Regions from separate parts of the Zea mays genome. Here regions 1 and 3 are each linked to region 2. The links are chromatin contacts, called in public Hi-C maps. All regions are on one chromosome and are shown on one strand. The core of a region is the stretch at or near the end of the contact, and the rest is flanking DNA. Distances in the headings are between cores, read along the strand shown.

What was found. Hi-C and Micro-C count contacts between places; a contact is called where the count stands out from the background.
Region 1: a contact with region 2 is called in a Hi-C map of endosperm, with 3 times the contacts expected there. The contact joins the promoter of LOC100281013 here to the promoter of LOC103632673 in region 2. A contact is called at or near these places in 2 of 25 Hi-C or Micro-C datasets (ear and endosperm).
Region 3: a contact with region 2 is called in a Hi-C map of tassel, with 3 times the contacts expected there. The contact joins the promoter of LOC100304248 here to the promoter of LOC103632673 in region 2. A contact is called at or near these places in 2 of 25 Hi-C or Micro-C datasets (ear and tassel).

Annotation. Positions count from the first base shown.
Region 1 is chr7:107,043,711-107,046,813 of Zm-B73-REFERENCE-NAM-5.0, reverse strand. LOC100281013 (RING-H2 finger protein ATL3I) reads right to left here and starts at 1,281. Exons shown (of 2, transcript NM_001291674.1): 1 at 1,102-1,281. The coding sequence starts at 1,207.
Region 2 is chr7:106,529,262-106,532,504 of Zm-B73-REFERENCE-NAM-5.0, reverse strand. LOC103632673 (protein STRICTOSIDINE SYNTHASE-LIKE 10) reads right to left here and starts at 1,810. Exons shown (of 3, transcript XM_008654423.3): 1 at 1,437-1,810; 2 at 1,062-1,334. The coding sequence starts at 1,741. It overlaps LOC103632672, which reads right to left. Exons shown (of 1, transcript XM_008654422.4): 1 at 2,744-3,243. The coding sequence ends at 3,162.
Region 3 is chr7:107,063,768-107,066,902 of Zm-B73-REFERENCE-NAM-5.0, reverse strand. LOC100304248 reads left to right here and starts at 1,522. Exons shown (of 15, transcript NM_001361393.1): 1 at 1,522-2,376; 2 at 2,467-2,585; 3 at 2,915-2,989. The coding sequence starts at 1,894.

The DNA.
Region 1 (3,103 bases), core at 32-2,531, 510 kb before region 2:
CTTCCTAATAAATCTAAATACTTCCAAGGACATTGGCCCATACATACTTCATGAATTATCTTAAAGCTGGTGGATAGTTATGCCGAAGAGGCTGAAGTTTCCAGAACATCCTCACTCCAACCTCCATTCTTTATGCTCTTAATATTATTTGTAAGGGCATGATCAAATTCAACCCTTCAAGTGTTGCTCATGGGGGTGCCACATGTCCTCCTGACTCCAACATCCATTCTTTATGCTACAAACTCATTCATCACAATAGTATGCCCCCCTAAATGGCTAACCCAGATGAAAGTTCCTCATTACGTTACCCTGAGCTAATCTAGGAACCTCATTTTTGTTTCCAACAAACAGTCTATTGGTCACACAATAACTACTGTTTTCATACATAGAAACCTAGGTCTATTCCACAGTTATTATTTTTCATTCATAGAGGTACATGAAAATGGATGTAAGTGTGCTTACAAATAACCATACATAGAAACCTATGTCTATTCCAGAGTTTCCCTACCCCTATCATCAACAAACCAATCCTTTATAGCCATGTTTTAAAGGGAGGGTGAGTCCCTATGCACTACTTGATTATTGATGAGGCAGAAAATTTCGACCACCATATGCATACAAATCAGGGACATAAAAATTAATGCAAGGCAAATTGCTATCTTCTCAAATTTCGTTTTCTCCTGCTCCGGCCACATAGTGCAGTTACTGATATAATGCGAATAAAGAATGCACGCTACGCAAAAGAAGTAAAACAAATAGACAAACTACAGCAGTCTATATGTATTACGTATTGTGGCAAATCAAACAACAAGCATCAAATTCCATGCCAGTTTTCACACCTTAATTCCTACGCTAGCGGCTTCATCAATCTAGCGGCACCATAAGCAATCCAAAACAGCAAAAATACGGCCCTAGGAAAAAAAACGGAGCCAGATCCCCACCCCCACCCTACCAATCCAAACCTGCCCCCAGAGAATTACACCCCACGAGTCTCGATCCGGGCAGCTGCTCGTCCCCGTTCTCAGCGCGTAAAGGACTAGCTAGGTCCTACGGGGCCAGCCTCGGGCGTCAGAGAGAGGGGGGCCGTCGGCGCGTACATACCGATGGGCACAAAGGGGTTCTTGACGGGCTTCTTCCCCTCCAGTTGGAAGTCCTCCATGTGGAGCGGTGGCGGCGGAGGATTGCTGCCTCCACTGCCCTTCTCCATTCGCGTCGCCGGGGTGGAGGAGAAACAAGACGTAAAAAAGAGGCAACTTCTGCAACAGCGGCGGTGCCGGCACTTCGGGTTCACAGGAGCCTTGCTGGCTTATTGCCGCCGCTCTTCAGCTAGTGAGGGAGGGTGTGCGCGCCGTTGGATTGAGATCCTAGGGGGAGGGATGTTGGGGTTAGTGGGTCTGTTTGTGGTGTCAAACTTGCCAACCGGGCCTCAGCGGTTTTTCTCCATCGTCGATTCGATGGTCACTCTAGTCTAGATTCTAGAACCTTCTGGCCACCAGTGTTTAAATTCCTTTTTAATTTGTACCTGAATTAACCAAATTAACATTTTAGGGCCTGACAGGATACACGTGTAATTACCAATTGAAGTTAAAAAATTAGTTAAAATTAGTTCATGTCTCAAATCTCTAAGACTAAACTAATAGTTAGCCGTTAAAATCACTTAAGAGATTTAGGCCATGTTCTAGACCTCTAAACTAGTTAGCAACTAAAATTACTTGAGAAGTTTAGAACGGATTAGCTAATGGACCAGTTAATTGTTAGCTATACGTTACAAATAATCATTAGTTGTTAATAGCTCCAAACTAGCTAAAACCAAGTAACAACTTATTAGCCAACTAAGCTCTAAAGATTTAGAACGGAATGGGTCAGCTAATAGACCTACTAATTATTACCTATACCTCTTCAATATCTATTAGTTGTTAGCTATTTCAACCTACCTAAATTAGCTAATAACTTATTAGCTGATTACCAATTAGTTTTAGAGGTTTAAAACAGAGTCTTAGTTATAGTTAGTTTACTAAGAGCATCTCCAAGAGACTCTTTATTTGACTCTTTATTTGTCTTTCCATGAATATTAAACAATATATATATATATATATATATATATATATATATATATATATATATATATATATATATATATATATATATATAACATTTCATTTCAACAGACTCTACAACATAAAGTTAGCTTGGCTAGCGAGAGTTGCTAACCAAATTTGGCTAGTGAGGGAGTTAATTTAGAGAGCCGAATAGCTTAGCAAGTTAAATAGCTAGTATGTTGGAGAGATATTATGCTATTACTAGTCGGTTACCCGTGCGTTGCGACGGCTCACATCAATACCCACGTAAATTATCCACCAAAAAGATCCCAAGATTTTTTATTGACTGTCTCTGCTCTTCACATAATATTTATTAGGAACGCACGGGTACCATAGGCAGCAATCAGAGACCCCATCCCTCGCCTCCCCCATTTTCAAGGTTTCGTAGAGCATGAGGGGAAGGGAAGAGGCAGACATGCATGTTCGTTGCCGGAGAAAGACACGACGAAGACCTGAGCATCTGGAGACGACATAGTTAGTATACCGCTAGATATATAGGGAGAGAGCACGCAAGCGGAGAAAGAAGCCCAGCCGGAGCAGCTCCAAACTGAGAGGCACCCGCACCAGGCGTCAATCCGAGAAGGGCGAGAGAATGCGAGTGTATTCCCAGCCCTGGACCCGCCGAAGCGACACAACATCACCACCAACTCCATAGGATATATCGACTGCTGCCACGCTATGGGCCTTGGTTGTCCAATATCTCAGACCTGAATTCCTCATTGCCAAGATAACCTAAGCGTGGCAGGCGTCACCATGTCCTCCTCGACAGCAGGCACGGACAAAGGCCAGGAGCATGACCGACTCGACTCGTACCCGCATCGACGAGCGTCGGTCGGCTCGCGGCTGCGACCGAGGGCGGAGGCAGCAGGTTGGGGAGGAAGAACAGGACGAAGGCCGGGAAGACGAACGGGATGTCCGACGACGACGGAAACGATGATGCGCTTATGATGTGAAACGTTCTCGTGGACGTGCAATAGCCACTGCGCGAATCGGTGTCGAGTCTG
Region 2 (3,243 bases), core at 561-3,060:
AGGAGTTTCTTGGATTTTAATAAACTAAGAATCTAATTTCTAGAAACTGAGTTATAAACCGCTACGTTTGAACCACTTAAATTACCATAAACAGTTTCTTAAAAAATGGATGATAGATGTTTGTCCTTAAAAACTCGACTATACTAAAGAATGAAATGTACTTCCGTGCCACGTATTGTATTTACAGGCACTTGCATTACACTGTGTAAAGGCTTCAGCGAAATGTACTCTTTTCGCGTACTTGGAACAAGGATGCGCCGCAGCGCAAACTTTTTTTTTTGGAATGTATATACGCGCGTATACCATGCACGTTATGTCACGACGACACGTCGTGCCACACGATCGAGAATCAACGCCTAGCTATCAGCCTATCACGTACGGTATACCACCTCACTAGCAATCTAGCGCGCGCGCGCGCACACACACACATGCCTGCCTCCGCGCTCATCGATCCCTACTACTCCGCTCCGCACAGTACTTGTCAACACTACACCTTTTTGTCTGTATGTATGTACTTGCGGCAAATCATAAAAGGAGAATTAAAAAGATACGGTGCGTACGCGCATATACGCAACATCTACTACGTCCGTACACGTATACAGGCGGCCCGCGTGTGTCGTTACTGCAGTACATTATTAAGAGCATCTCCAAGAGACTAGCTAAATAGCTTGTCAAGCTAAATTTTAGATAATTAATAGCATAATAGCTCTCCAACAGAGTAGCCATTTAAGTTGCTAAGCTATCTCACTCTCTAAATTAACTCCCTCACTAGCCAAATTTGGCTAGCAACTCTCGTTAGCCAAGCTAAATTATATTTTGGAGAGTCTGTTGGAATAAGATGTTATATATAGAGTTTAATATTTATGGAGAAACAAATAAAGAGTCAAATAGAGAGTAAAAAATAAAGAGTCTCTTGGAGATGCTCTAAGGGCTCTGGTTCGGTTCCTCGGGAACGAGTTCTATAGCTATAGGAACAGTTTTCAGTTGAAATGGTTCGCAAATGCTAGCTGTGTGCCTGTGTGTGCGTGGCGCGGGATCGGATAGGATCGGACCGTACGTACCTCCGCTGGTACGTGGCGCTGCTGTCGGTGAAGTAGACGAGGCCGGTCTCCTGGTCGACCTCGACGGCGTTGACGAAGTTGAGCGGCGCGCCGCCGGCCTCCGTGGCCACCGCCTCCGCCAGGCCGCCGCGGCGCCCCACGCGCATCAGCCCCAGGTACGCGTCGCCGTAGTAGAGGTCGCCGGACGCGCGGTGGAACTGCAGGCCCAGCGGCCGCCCGCACGCGCTCTCCGGCACCACCAGCCTCTTCTTCGCCGCGCACATGGCCACCGTCCTGTGCTTTGCAGCGACAGCAGCGTCACCGGCCAATAGATAGACGACCAATGCAACGTGCGTACGGCCGGCGCGTGTATATTATATATAAATATATACGTACTCGTGCTTGTGGTTGTGGGCGAACTCGGTCCACCCGCGCTGGGCGCCGCGCCACCGGAGGATGCGGCCGTTGGAGACGCCGGTGAAGGGCCCGTCGCCGCGGTGGTCGAAGGCGAGGCTCTCGGGCCCGAACGCCGGCCGGCCGAGGCGCACGGGGAGAACCCTCTGGCCCACGTAGATGGACTTCATCTCCTCGTGGCAGCTGGCCATGGACGGCAACTGCACAAGCAGCAGCAGCAGCAGAAGAAGACCCAGAGACGAGGAGGAGGAGAGGGAGAGCTGGAGCAAGGTGGAGGGAGCCTCCATGTTCTTGGGAGAGAAAGAAAAAAAAAAGAAGCCTTGCTTGCTTTCGGTATATGCTTGTGTTTTGTTTGTGTGTCCGGACAGGCATGTGCCTCTTATATACAAAGTTGTCAGGCTCATGACCCGGCGGGCGTCGGAGTTCGGAAGTGCACACTGCACAGACAAGTAAGACAACTGTGCCCATGACAGATCAAGGTACTGAAGCATCCTACTACCTATTGGGCTTGTAAAAGTCGGCCTTTGCGAACGCGAGCCGTGTGGCGGGCCGCGCCTAGGGTTTTGCAATCCGGCAAAAAAAAAATGAAGACGGAACGGAAGAGCTTCCTTCACGTTGCCTGACGTACTAAAGACGGAACCAAGAGTACTAAAGAAAGGACGAAACTGAGCGCCCGTCAATGCCTTGCCTGACGTCGACAGTGGGCGTCTTGGCCGGCCGCCCGGCCTCGCCGCCGACCGCGTAAAAAAGTCCCTGCTCAGCGCCACCGAGTTCCCCGTCGTAAAAAGGTCTCGGACGTGCCCGTCCGGCCGCCACGGATGACGGACCCAGTGCCTCGTCTGCAGCTCGCCCAGCGCCGTGTGGGCAACTACCACGTGCGTGCTGTCGGGGCGCACCACCACGCCCGCCGTTCGGGAACGAGAGCCTCGCCTGGAGTAAGAGGAGCACGGCGACACGGCGGCACGGCGCGAGCGGTGGTCCTACCGCAGCAGGCGCCCAGGGCCACCACGCGCATGTGGTCGCTGCATTGCAATTGCAAGCAAGCGTTGCCATCAGTGTTGGTAATCGCTGGGATGAGATAGCCGGTGAGATCATGACGACTCGTACAACTATTCCACGAGTTCATGTGTGAGATGTCATGCCGCGCTAGCAGCTCGCAGGTACCAAAAATAGAATTAGGCCCCGTTTATTTGTTTGGTTGGAATTGAATTCCATTTCAATAATTATAATTTAGACAAAACTAATTATGAACATATATGTAATATATTTATATATTATCTTAAATCATATGAGAGAGACAGTTATATACTATATATATGTTATAGCGAAGCAAGTAGAAAAGTGTGTTATAATTTGTACATCAGAAAAATAGCATGTAAATCTATAGAATCAATTTCCATCTCTCACCCCATGAATTTGAGATGGACTTATTGTTAGCAACACCTGGGAAGGGGGATCCAAGAGGAAGAGCTCAGAGGAGAATAAGACTTGGAGAAGGGAATAGCTGGGAGGAAGACGAGTTTATCTGATATTTGATAGCTAAATTGTTCATGCCCCTATTACACAAGTGTTTGTCTTTTATATAGTACTACTCGAACATCAAGCGACCCATAGATAGCGGACCCACTACTTGGCCCATATTGGCTCAGTAACCTTGGCGTTTGGACGATGGACTCTCACGTGCCGTGGCTTGTTCTCGTTGTCTGCTCATTGCTCCTGTCTGAGATGCTGACATTCCCCACCGCTTGAAATACAGCTTGTCCCCAAGCTGTGATATGCATAACCACCA
Region 3 (3,135 bases), core at 273-2,772, 530 kb before region 2:
ATTTGCACCTAGGCCCAATCGATTCATCAAAATAGATCAAAATAGCACCTGGTGATTTAGAAGTGCACCAGAAAAAGAGGTACAACCAAAGTCTTAACAAAATATTTGCATGTAGATTCTTCATCACATTATGTATATTAATTCTTCATCGCTCCATCGCTAAGTTCTAATTTTTTAATTAATAAAATATAAAATAACAACAAGCTTGGTTCCCATTTAAAGTGGCGAATGAGCTATTTGCTACAATGCCTACTAGCGCCAACTGAAAAGAGAAAGGAAACAATTTGATATACTTTGTTGGCCTTGTACCAATTATTTGGTTTAGAGTTATGTCCGCCTTCTGCTATTTTCCTATTAAAATATAGAAAGAAACCATATTAAATAAATAATAACAGACATTCTCTTTAACAAGTTCAAATATTACAAATGATGCATTTTTGCTAGGACATCATATACCCATTCGCCGTCCTGCTGTGACATTTACCTTCCGCAACCTTGAATGCAAAAGATTCTTCATAAAATCACTTCCTATGTTGTCATTATGATAAAACATTAAAGGATTTTTGTAATATAAATAGCACAAGTACTTCATACTTCTCTATTTGACGTCTTACTCCAAAAAATTATATAATGAGAAAAATCAATATAACAATAGCTCCAACAAGGCTAACCTTAAGCAATAGACAAAAAAAAACAGTAGATTACTATGGAGTAATATTTCAACCAAAAAAGCTTGTTCTTCCCTAGCAATAGCAACAACAACTGTCACACAAAGAAACAACTTTGGGAACCGAATGTCCTAAATTACCCGGTCACTTAATTTTTTGTATCAACGAGTTAGTTTACACCTTACAGTCAACCATGAATGGACTCTGTTGTAATTCTTTAGTAACAACTATTTGTTAACTCAAATTCGTTAGCCTGATTTGGTTATAATGATTTGTTAGGTCTAGGTCCATAGTTTAGCGAACCGCCTCTTAGAGAGAGCGCCAACGGCACACCACGCTTTCTAGTAAAGCTGAGATTTATGCTGTAAAGTACTACGGCCCATTTTCCGCTGAGTAGTATAGCATAAAACCCAACAAAATCAACAAAGCCCAACATGCGACCCAACCAAATAACACGAGGCCCATCTAAGCCCACCACACGCCCCACACGTCAGCCCACTGCCAATAGGGCCCCACACCCCACTCCCCACCACCTCGTTTCCCGCCCGCTCTCAGGCCTTCTCTCCGACTTCTCTCCCCTCCCAAAATTCTCAAACCCCCAACCCCAACGCCCCTCCCCAATCCCTTAGCCATGGAGGCCTCGGCGCCCGCCCCGCCGCGTTTCACTGTGGCCGACCTCCTCCGGCTCCGCCGTCCCACAACCGGCGCCTCCTCCCTCCTTTGCCTCTCCGTCCCCACCTCCACCTCCACATCCCGACCCCGTAAAAAGCACAAGCTCTCCGCCCCAGTCCCAACCTGGAGCACCGGCACGGTCCCGTTCGCGCCGATGTCCCACCCCGTGCTCCTTTCCGGCACGCTCTCCCTCCCCTCCGCCTCCTCCCCGATCTCCTGCCGCAGCAACTGCTTTTCCTTCTCCGACCCATGCCCCACCGCTGCCTCCCCGGCCACCGCGGCCGCCTCCGTCTGCTGCTGCATCCTCGACTTCGATCCCGCCGCTCTGGGCCGCGTGATCCGTGTCCTTGCGTGGAACTACCTACCCTCACTGCGCCTCCACGCCGAGCCGGGCGTACTCGAAGTGGTCCGCTGGCACCTCGAGGAGTCCGCTCCTCCCGTGAAATATAGCTTCCTGGCGACGGTCCCCTTCCGTTTCCCGGATCAAGAGCCCGACTTGGCTACCCGCGGCTGCGCATTTGGTTTGGTCAGGTCCGTCAGCATTGTGTTCAGTATGCCGCTTGCCAAGGCTGATGCAGGAAGCAGAAATTCAGTTGGGTTTCTGGCGGAGATTTTGTGTTGTGGGTGTCGCCGCTGCTGCAGGGCGACACCGCCGGAAGATGCCCAGACTCACATGTTTGAGACGATGAAATTTGTCTACTTTGTGGATGCGTCTAGCATGTGGCGGCCGGTTCTAGTGTGGCTTGTGGGGAGGCTGGTGTACATTTCTGGGTTAAGTAAAAAAATGGTTTCTGTTGGGGACAAAGCCTCACACACAATTTTGGTGTCATCTGCGAAGACAACCATGGCATGGTGCCCATCCTACAGGGGCAGTCTGCCATTGGATAACTTACCTGAAAAGTGCGGTGGAGAGTATGCTGGGGTTATCACTGGAATTTATTCACAGGGTCTGGTGGTTGAGCTGGATGACACTGCATGGCTGCTGATTGATGATCAGAAGCTTCTGCCACCACATTCCCTTCGAGTTGGTGCCATTGTATGTTGCAACTTTACAACTTCACCTTCAAATTTTCAGTCTTAAATTTTCCATCTCAAGGTGCCACTTACCTATTTTACTTCTTTGTAGGTCTCTGTAAAGAACTTTCGAGCAGTGTGTCTGAACTTTGCTTGGACACGGGTTGTTCTGCTTGCAACTTGCAGTAAAACCTGCATTACTGTAAACTGTTTTTCCTTGGTGGATTCCAAGTAAGCCAGGAACTATTCCCATGTTACTACACACTATTCCATCTGTCCATCAATGTAGGATCAATTTTGATGGAGTCTTCAAAAGTAGATTATCGCCTTTAATATATTTTTCAATAGATTATCAGTTGCTACAAAATAAACATCATAATAAAAAGAAATCTGAAATATAAATATACCTATACAACATTATACACAAACATTGCATATAATTTAACTAATTGTTCGTCAAACCTTACAAAGTTCGATTTATCCGATTCAAGACAAACTTTTACATAATGGACGGAGGGAGTATTACAGATATCATCCAACAGCTTCCACTCTTGATGCAGAATTCATTTGAAGACAGATAACAAGGGCCTCTTAGGAACGTTTGTTGACTCATTGGAGATGCCTGCTCGATTTTGGTTTGAACTTTGAACTTTTTATGCTTTAACTTTTATGAGATATACTTGTTAGAGATGAAGAAGAAATGGCAACTTGTCTATTCCATAGGGCCCAAAGGGCAAAAGTACATGTGTACACTTTACAGGGAGAACCCTAGAGTACAAGA